2 separate regions of the Arabidopsis thaliana genome follow, and region 1 is linked to region 2. Evidence: chromatin contacts called from public targeted proximity ligation data. All regions are on one chromosome and are shown on one strand. The core of a region is the stretch at or near the end of the contact, and the rest is flanking DNA. Distances in the headings are between cores, read along the strand shown. Region 1 holds the start of AT1G25370 (hypothetical protein (DUF1639)). Region 2 holds the start of TLP10 (tubby like protein 10).

Evidence for each region.
Region 1: a contact with region 2 is called in a targeted proximity ligation map of shoot, with 10 read pairs. A contact is called at or near these places in 3 of 26 Hi-C or Micro-C datasets (callus, root and seedling) and 1 of 2 datasets of targeted methods (shoot).

The regions. Positions count from the first base shown.
Region 1 is chr1:8,897,211-8,901,177 of TAIR10.1, forward strand. AT1G25370 (hypothetical protein (DUF1639)) reads right to left here and starts at 1,901. Exons shown (of 3, transcript NM_102347.3): 1 at 996-1,901; 2 at 830-898; 3 at 354-738. The coding sequence starts at 1,724. The coding sequence ends at 836. It overlaps AT1G25375 (Metallo-hydrolase/oxidoreductase superfamily protein), which reads right to left. Exons shown (of 12, transcript NM_102348.4): 10 at 3,737-3,846; 11 at 3,401-3,575; 12 at 2,900-3,257. The coding sequence ends at 3,069.
Region 2 is chr1:8,861,484-8,865,513 of TAIR10.1, forward strand. TLP10 (tubby like protein 10) reads left to right here and starts at 2,285. Exons shown (of 5, transcript NM_102338.3): 1 at 2,285-2,780; 2 at 3,388-3,843; 3 at 3,942-4,029. The coding sequence starts at 3,478. It overlaps AT1G25277, which reads left to right and starts at 251. Exons shown (of 3, transcript NM_001332674.1): 1 at 251-644; 2 at 726-773; 3 at 1,037-1,314. The coding sequence starts at 368. The coding sequence ends at 568. AT1G25275 (thionin-like protein) reads left to right here. Exons shown (of 3, transcript NM_102337.5): 3 at 1-39.

The sequences.
Region 1 (3,967 bases), core at 651-3,150, 35 kb after region 2:
AGAGTCAAGTTAAGCACGGCAATTATTAATTAACCACATAAAAATCTTTGTTAAAACCAAACCGGAAGATGTTAACCAGCAAAGAACGAGTCAAAAGACACAACTCACGAAAGCGGAAACAAGCCAACGCGGGAAAACAAAACACACCCCACAAAACCAAATTGGTCTCAGCTTTTCATAGGAATCATTGTCCTTGCACTGACTTGAATCTCAAAGGTTCCTTATTTTGACTCAATCTCAAACGCATTGTACCATTAAAACTCTCTTCTTCACACATTTAAGATGTTCTTCATTGTCAGTTTAATGCATTAAGTAGATGAAAAGAGAAACAACAAAAGACAAGCCCCTTTGTTGTCTAATCTAATCCCACACAAGAATTTTGGAATATCCTCTGTCGGTGCATAAATTTCACTCAAAACAAATCTTGGTTTGCTTTCACTAGTTAATCATATCACACTAATTAAGCACACATGTGAGATTTAGATTGAGATTGAGTTCGACAGAGAAAACACTTTCCTCACAACACAGTCAAGATTTACCGAGAAAGAAGAAAACTTTAATTTGTATTAATCAACTGGAGACCTAAACGTTTTTGTATAGTTTTATTCAGAACAATTTAGAAGAAAGAATTAATCAAGAAAAATATTAGCAGAGGAAGAAGGAGCTTCTCAAGAACTTGACCCTCAATTCCAGAATTACACAAATTCATCATCATCATCATCATCATCTCTGCAGATTCTGTAAAAGCAACAATGAATCAGAATCTCTCAAACTAAAAAAGTCTCAAGCTTTTCAAATCCGTGATGATGATGATGATTGATGATTATACCTTGGTTTATTCTGGAACCTTATATGCATCATGTGTCACTTCAGTCAAATACAACCCTGGAAACAAACTCTGCAAAGAACAAAAAGAATCCAAATTTCAGTTTCAACAAAAATCTAACAAAAAAATTTCAAATCGTTCACCAAATTGCAAAATCTAAAAGACTTACATCGAGTTTTTTCTGAACAGTTTTGGACCGTTTCTTGGGCCGACGCGGTGCTCGGTGACCTACCATCCCAATGAAATCTTCTTCCATCTCCTTCTTCGATAGCTTCATAGAGAACATAGGACGCTTCTTCTCCGCTTCGACCACTCCGCCGCCGCCTCTCACCGGAGATGGATTCTTCACTACCTTCTCCTCAATCACAATTCCTTTATTGATCAAACTGTTGGATTCCGGTTCTTTACACGCTGCTGCTCTTCTTTTCCTTAGATTCCACGGCTTCACCGGAGGAATCATCTCCTTCTCTTGACCGGAACCAGAACCAGAACCAGAACCGTCGATTTGTTCCTCTTCCTCTTCGGTTACGCCTTTGTTAAACATCGATTGTGTGATCTTATCTGTCTCCGTCTTCAGATCCGACATAAGCTTCACCCTGAACTCTTCGATCCCTTCTTCGCTTCCCGATTTAAACGGTCGGCGATGATCGGAGTTACCGAATCGAAACGGCATCGAAACGGGAGAATCAGCGAATTCCAGAGGCGGAGATCGGCGTCGTAGTCGGTGATCGCCGCCGGGACCTCCTCCGTTGTTGTTGTTGTTGCTGATAGAGTCGATCTTCGTGCACTTGAGTTGTCTCTGATTCCCCCATAAGTTCGGGAGAGGGAAATTGTGAAGAGTCTTCGATCGTTGCTCAGGTCTCGTTGTCGTCGTCGTCATCTCACCGGGAAATACCATTGATTCTGTTGCACTTACTCTTTCTTCTTCTCTATTCGATCCACGAACCAGGAACGAATCAATCTCTTTCTCTTTCTCTACCAAACTCGAGAAAAATCGTTAGTTTTCAGATTCGCCGGAAAATTGTTACCGGCGGTGCGTTTTTTATTTTCTCGTTGTGCGTTTTTTGCTGTGATATACAAAGCTTCGTGTATATATACCAGAAATTTTTTAGGAAATTAATGTTGCATCGGAGGGTAAGTTCGGTAATTTCATTAGATGGTAGCTAAAATGCGCATGTGTTTGGGGTTTACATTTTCCCGGGTTCATTAACATTTTCCATTTTCAAGTAAGTCGGTGAATCAATAGCCGTTGGATTGCTTTAGTCTTTCATCTTAACCGTTTATTTTAACCCATCGCACAATCTCACTCGAAGCCTTTTTGTTTCCTTTTTTTTGTGTGAGTTTCTTCTCCGTTTCTAATAACACTTTTACTAGGTCAATTTGAAAAATTAAGATACCAATTTCCTTTTTTCGAAAATTTAATGGCTTCTAGTAATCTATAATTCGGTTACCTCAATATCTTAGGTCCTTTTTTTTTTTTTGATCAAAATATCTTAGGTCTAATCTATATGCATTAGAGAAAAAGTTTGTTACACAAAATAAAAATAACCGTTGGATTGCTTTAGTCTTTCATCTTAACCGTTTATTTTAACCCATCGCACAATCTCACTCGAAGCCTTTTTGTTTCCTTTTTTTTGTGTGAGTTTCTTCTCCGTTTCTAATAACACTTTTACTAGGTCAATTTGAAAAATTAAGATACCAATTTCCTTTTTTCGAAAATTTAATGGCTTCTAGTAATCTATAATTCGGTTACCTCAATATCTTAGGTCCTTTTTTTTTTTTTGATCAAAATATCTTAGGTCTAATCTATATGCATTAGAGAAAAAGTTTGTTACACAAAATAAAAATAAACTCCAAAGTCCAAAGTCTACTCGCTTTTCTCAAAGGATCAATTTAAAGTATGATCCAGGTATAATAAGCTGTGACATATCTTGCTCGAGAAACAAATCTCAAATCATTTGAATCTATATACAATTATCTGATAAATGTCAACTAAAAATATATTTATTAATGAATTTGAGAAGTTTCCATATTTATCTGACGACAAAAAAAAAAAAAAAAAAATCCAAACGACACTTTATAATTTCTAGTAGATATTTGAGAAGTAGTCAACTTTCCATTTTTGAAGTGTTTTTATTACCTATAATAATAATGAAGTTGAAGTTCTTAAAAAGGGTATATTACGAAATTTAACTTTTTACATGATTTATAGATCCCACAATCTTTTACTATGACTTACTCATCAAGATTCAATCTGGTTCTTCTTTTTGGATGTGTACAGAAGAAAATATCCAGCTCCTGCAGCCATCACTGACATAATGAAACCTGGCTTATTGATCTTGAACGGAATCTTGCTAATGATATAACCCACTGTACACCGTATCGCAAAACGTAATCCGCAACTTGCTTTGAACTTTTGGATTGAGAATCCCTGGATCAAATCAATACAATAAGAATGAGTAGTGAAGCAGTGCTAGTAACATTTGCTAAGAACTTTCTAAGCTTGTCTTTTTGTGATATGTTTCCTAAGAATGTAAGTTTTTGTGTGCATTTGGAATTAAAGAAGAGTTTTACCTCTGGTAATTTGTTTTCTACTGCCAGCTTCTCGATATGCAGCCTTACGTTTGATGATGCAGCCCACCAGAATTTGCGATCCACACTTGAGTACACCTTAGCAACAATGTCATATAACGTCTGAGCTCCATCCACAGTGGCCTTTAGGATTGATTTTTCTCTGCTTCTGCGGTTTCTGGAAAACAAGATCACCCCTCCCATCAAAATTCCTTTATATATTAATGTATCAAATATCTTAATAAGTTCACTCTACTTTTATCTGATCAAACTGATAGACAAAACAGTAACAGGGTTTTAAACATCAGATTATCCACTACAGCATATTCTTATTCATACTTGAGATATCCACAAAGCATGTGTTTCGGCCACAAATTGACCCTTCCATGCATGGGAATCACCACATTTGGAGAAAGCTCCAGGAATTTATATGTCGACTGAAAGTAATCCTGCAACGGAAAATTGGAAATTAAGGAAGTGCATTTACTATCTTACCCAACACCTAACATTGAAACAACAAATTTGGAAACAAAACGCTACTAGAAAACATCGCAATCTACCACAGGTAAA
Region 2 (4,030 bases), core at 1,035-3,534:
CTATGGTAACCCAATTAGCAATACATACTCATGGCCCATTCTCAAAATTAATATATTACTCAAGTCAATAAAGAAGACCAAACGCATATATAGTCTCACTTTAACTTCAATCTCTGAAACTTTTTTTTGTTCACGTTAGACATATGATCTCTGAAAACCTAAGTTATTTAAACTGTGTGTATTACTTAAACATGGCAACATTCCCGAATTTAAAACTGTGTGTGATCTATTGTTTGTAGGTTTTCACATAGTTTGGATATTGAAAAGGATAGAAAACGTAGGGAGATGAATCATGACGCGTGTACATATAGACAAACGGTCAAACATGGCAACATTCCCCAAAAATTTTCCTTAGGTCTTTTAGTAAATGTTAACCCACAACTATAGATCTTCTTTTAAGAGAGGGAGAAGGAAAAAACAAAAACAAAGAAGACCTAACTATGAAAAAGGAAAGAAAATCGTAGCGAGGGAGAACAATGAAGGAGCAAGTGACGATATTGGCTACTCTTCTGATTGTGGTGGCTTTATGTTTTTTTCCAACCTTGATATGGTGGCGGAGGCTAAATAAGGACCCGGACCATATAGAAAGTTAGGCGCAGAAACATGCTACGACGCTTGCTCCACCGGCTGTGTTAATTCCGACAGTGAGTACTCTCTTCTTATCTTTTTTATCCGATCCTAAAGTTTCGATTTATATATCCGCTTAAATATTATCTCTTTTTCAGAATAAAAGCTGATCCGACGCCAACACAAATGCTACGTTCGATGTGGAGGTATATGTATAAATAATTAATCCTCTAACAGTATAATGAAACCGGACCGATCCATGATATTATATTTGTTTGATTGGTAACAAATTCAGATTTTGTATGGACATGAAACTTAATAAGTGTTTGTCTACTCGAATCAGATCATAAGTTGCGAAATGAGTTGGTTTTGTAAAAAAAGTTGCGAAATGAGTTGGTTTTGTAACTGATGAATGGAATCAAAAGCGGACTTGGAAGTGATGTTGATGCATGTACTTTGTAATTTGCAGGAGCCGAAGGGCCAAAGAGACTCGTGCCTAAACTTTAAAAGTCACCAAGATCCATAGATATAATTATGTTGTAATAACCAATAATGCAACTACTGCTAGATTATCATAATATGCTTTGTGCGGGAATATAATATTGGAATATAGATTCATAATTTATAAGAAAGTTTATACATCATACAGATTTGAATTAGTAGCATGACAAAAATATGCTATACGGACGATATACAGTTTGTAATCACACATAACTATAACAGTTTGTAAATTGATAAATTAGTGTCAAACATTGTTCTATTATGTATATAATGGATTATTAATGATCTTAGATTTTTAATAAATATTCAACATGCATGCTTAAATGTTAAAGTTAAGATAATTTATTTGAAGTATGCATGGTAATATTATAACACAACTTCTTGTATATGAGAAATTGTGAATCTATTCGCTAAAAGTAATGGTCACAAATGAGTTAGAATTCCTCAATGAGTCTGGATGATTTAAAGAAACCGATGGAGAACTTGAGGAGGAGACGAGAAGTATATGTTGTTGGATCAGTTAGACATGAAGGCTTGCTGATCGATCCAATTTTGATCGATCCAAATGATCAGAATCTAACCTCTATTAAAGAATTATAGATTGATAAATGATGGGTCGTCGTTCGTAATTAAACTACAGGAAAAAAGAAATTTGTCACCTGGTAATAAAAAAATGATATCATACAGTATTTGATAAACCATGCATAAACTAGTTTAAGATTCAAATATGAGAAAAGTGTCAAAATCCTAAATTATTCGTCTAATACATGGTTTTCGAAATAGATTAAACAAAATTTTCAAAAAGTTAATAATAACTTACTAAAGGATTGAATGGGGTTAGGTATGTTAATACATATATTTTATTGTATATTTTCTTCACAGATTACTCATTTACAACATTTATTTTAATTAAAATTTAACGATAGATAACAAACAAAATTTGACTTATATCCTTTTGTTAGAAAACAAAAAAAAAAACTTGATGTGATTATACAGCATATAATCAAAAATGAAATGATTTGTAGTATTATTATTCAGTGCTAACTGATAAGACTCCAAGTTCAACGGTGTTAAATCTTTCTATCAGTAACAAAAATTTGGTTAAAAAAGGTTTTAACTTTAACATATAAAAAAAGTCAAAATTATGGTTGAGTCTTCGCTTGATGCGAGGCGTAGGTCATGCGGCCTCGTGGACAATAATGCTTCACAATGTCCACTTATTACAATTTTCATTCTTTCTCTCTCTCTCTTTCTTCCAAAACACAAAAATTATTATATCAAAAAGCCAACAAGTAAGAGAAGAAAATAAGCATTTTTGTGAGAGTCCCTAGATTTATTTATATTTTCTTGCTGTCTCGTGAACTACTACTAAAGTAAAATCAAGAAAAAGCTCCTGAGTACTACTGGAAACAAAAAAGCAGAGAACAAGAGAAAAAAAAAAGAAGAAGACGACTTTATCTTTTTCTGGGTTTTGTTGTTCTTCTTTGACTTTATGGGTTCTTTTGTTTTAGATTTAGGCTCCTACAGATCTGCTTAAATCTCTGTGATCTTGTCTCTTAATTCTTCTGTTTACCCGTAATTTCCGGAGGATTCTCTTCTTGCTTTTCCCTGAGCTTCTGGATTTGGTCAGAGAAGCCTTAAGTTCAAAAGGATTTGGCTTTTGAAGATTGGTGTTAATTAAGCTTCTGGGTTTTCATCAGTTTGTCTAAAAGGTTCATCCTTTTCTCCTTCTCTCTTTGATGTTTATTGCAGTGAGATTCTATGTTCTAACCTCAAATCTCAGGTTTTTGGTATCGAATCTTTGTAATAAAACAGTTTTGTCTGAAATTAACTAAGATTTTGACTTTGTAGGTAGTAAATCAGATGAGTAAAATTTCATTTTGGGAAATACCTGATTGTTGTTGAATCTTTTAATGCTTTTGATTCTGTGTTGTTACATACGTCTCTGTTATCTCCAGTTTAAGTAAAGATTATTTGAGATTCTCTGTTAATATATCAAATTGAGTCCTGATTTAGCCTCCTATGATCTCAATTTTGGGGCATTTTTGGTGAGTTATCATCAAGATTCTCTTTGGTTGATTATTGTCTTTAAGAAAGAAAAAAAGCTATATTGGGGACATGACCTAGTTTCTTTATTGGGCATGCGATGCCTTGCATATCTCTTCTTTCCTAAGCTTTAGCGAAACACTCTTTCTCTTTTAGGCTCCACTTTACTTTTATGGCTCTTTTTCTTTTTATTTCTTACTTATTAAGAAGGTGACTCAGAATTGCCTTAGCTGAATGACTTTTTTTCTTGTGGGTGCTTATGTTAATGGACAGTGAGTGGAGTCTCTCATCTTAGTCTGAAGCTCTTTTTTTTGGATTTGAGCATTTCTGGTTTGAGAAGAATCTTGTGGAAACCAAAGAGAAATGTCGTTTCGAGGCATTGTTCAAGATTTGAGAGATGGGTTTGGGAGCTTGTCAAGGAGGAGTTTCGATTTTAGGCTCTCGAGTCTTCATAAAGGGAAAGCTCAGGGTTCTTCGTTCCGTGAGTATTCGTCATCCCGTGATCTCTTGTCGCCTGTGATAGTTCAGACAAGTAGATGGGCTAATCTTCCTCCAGAGTTACTCTTTGATGTGATCAAAAGATTAGAGGAAAGTGAGAGTAATTGGCCTGCAAGAAAACATGTTGTGGCTTGTGCTTCGGTTTGTCGGTCTTGGAGAGCTATGTGCCAAGAGATTGTTTTGGGGCCTGAAATCTGTGGGAAACTCACTTTCCCTGTTTCCCTCAAACAGGTTCGGTTTGCCCTCTACTGTTTCGCTAATTTGATGTTGTTTAAGGTCGTCAGACTACTGATGAAGATGTTTTTGTTTTGTGTTGTAAATTTTTCCAGCCAGGGCCTCGTGATGCAATGATTCAGTGTTTCATCAAAAGGGATAAATCAAAGCTAACATTTCACCTTTTTCTTTGTTTAAGTCCCGG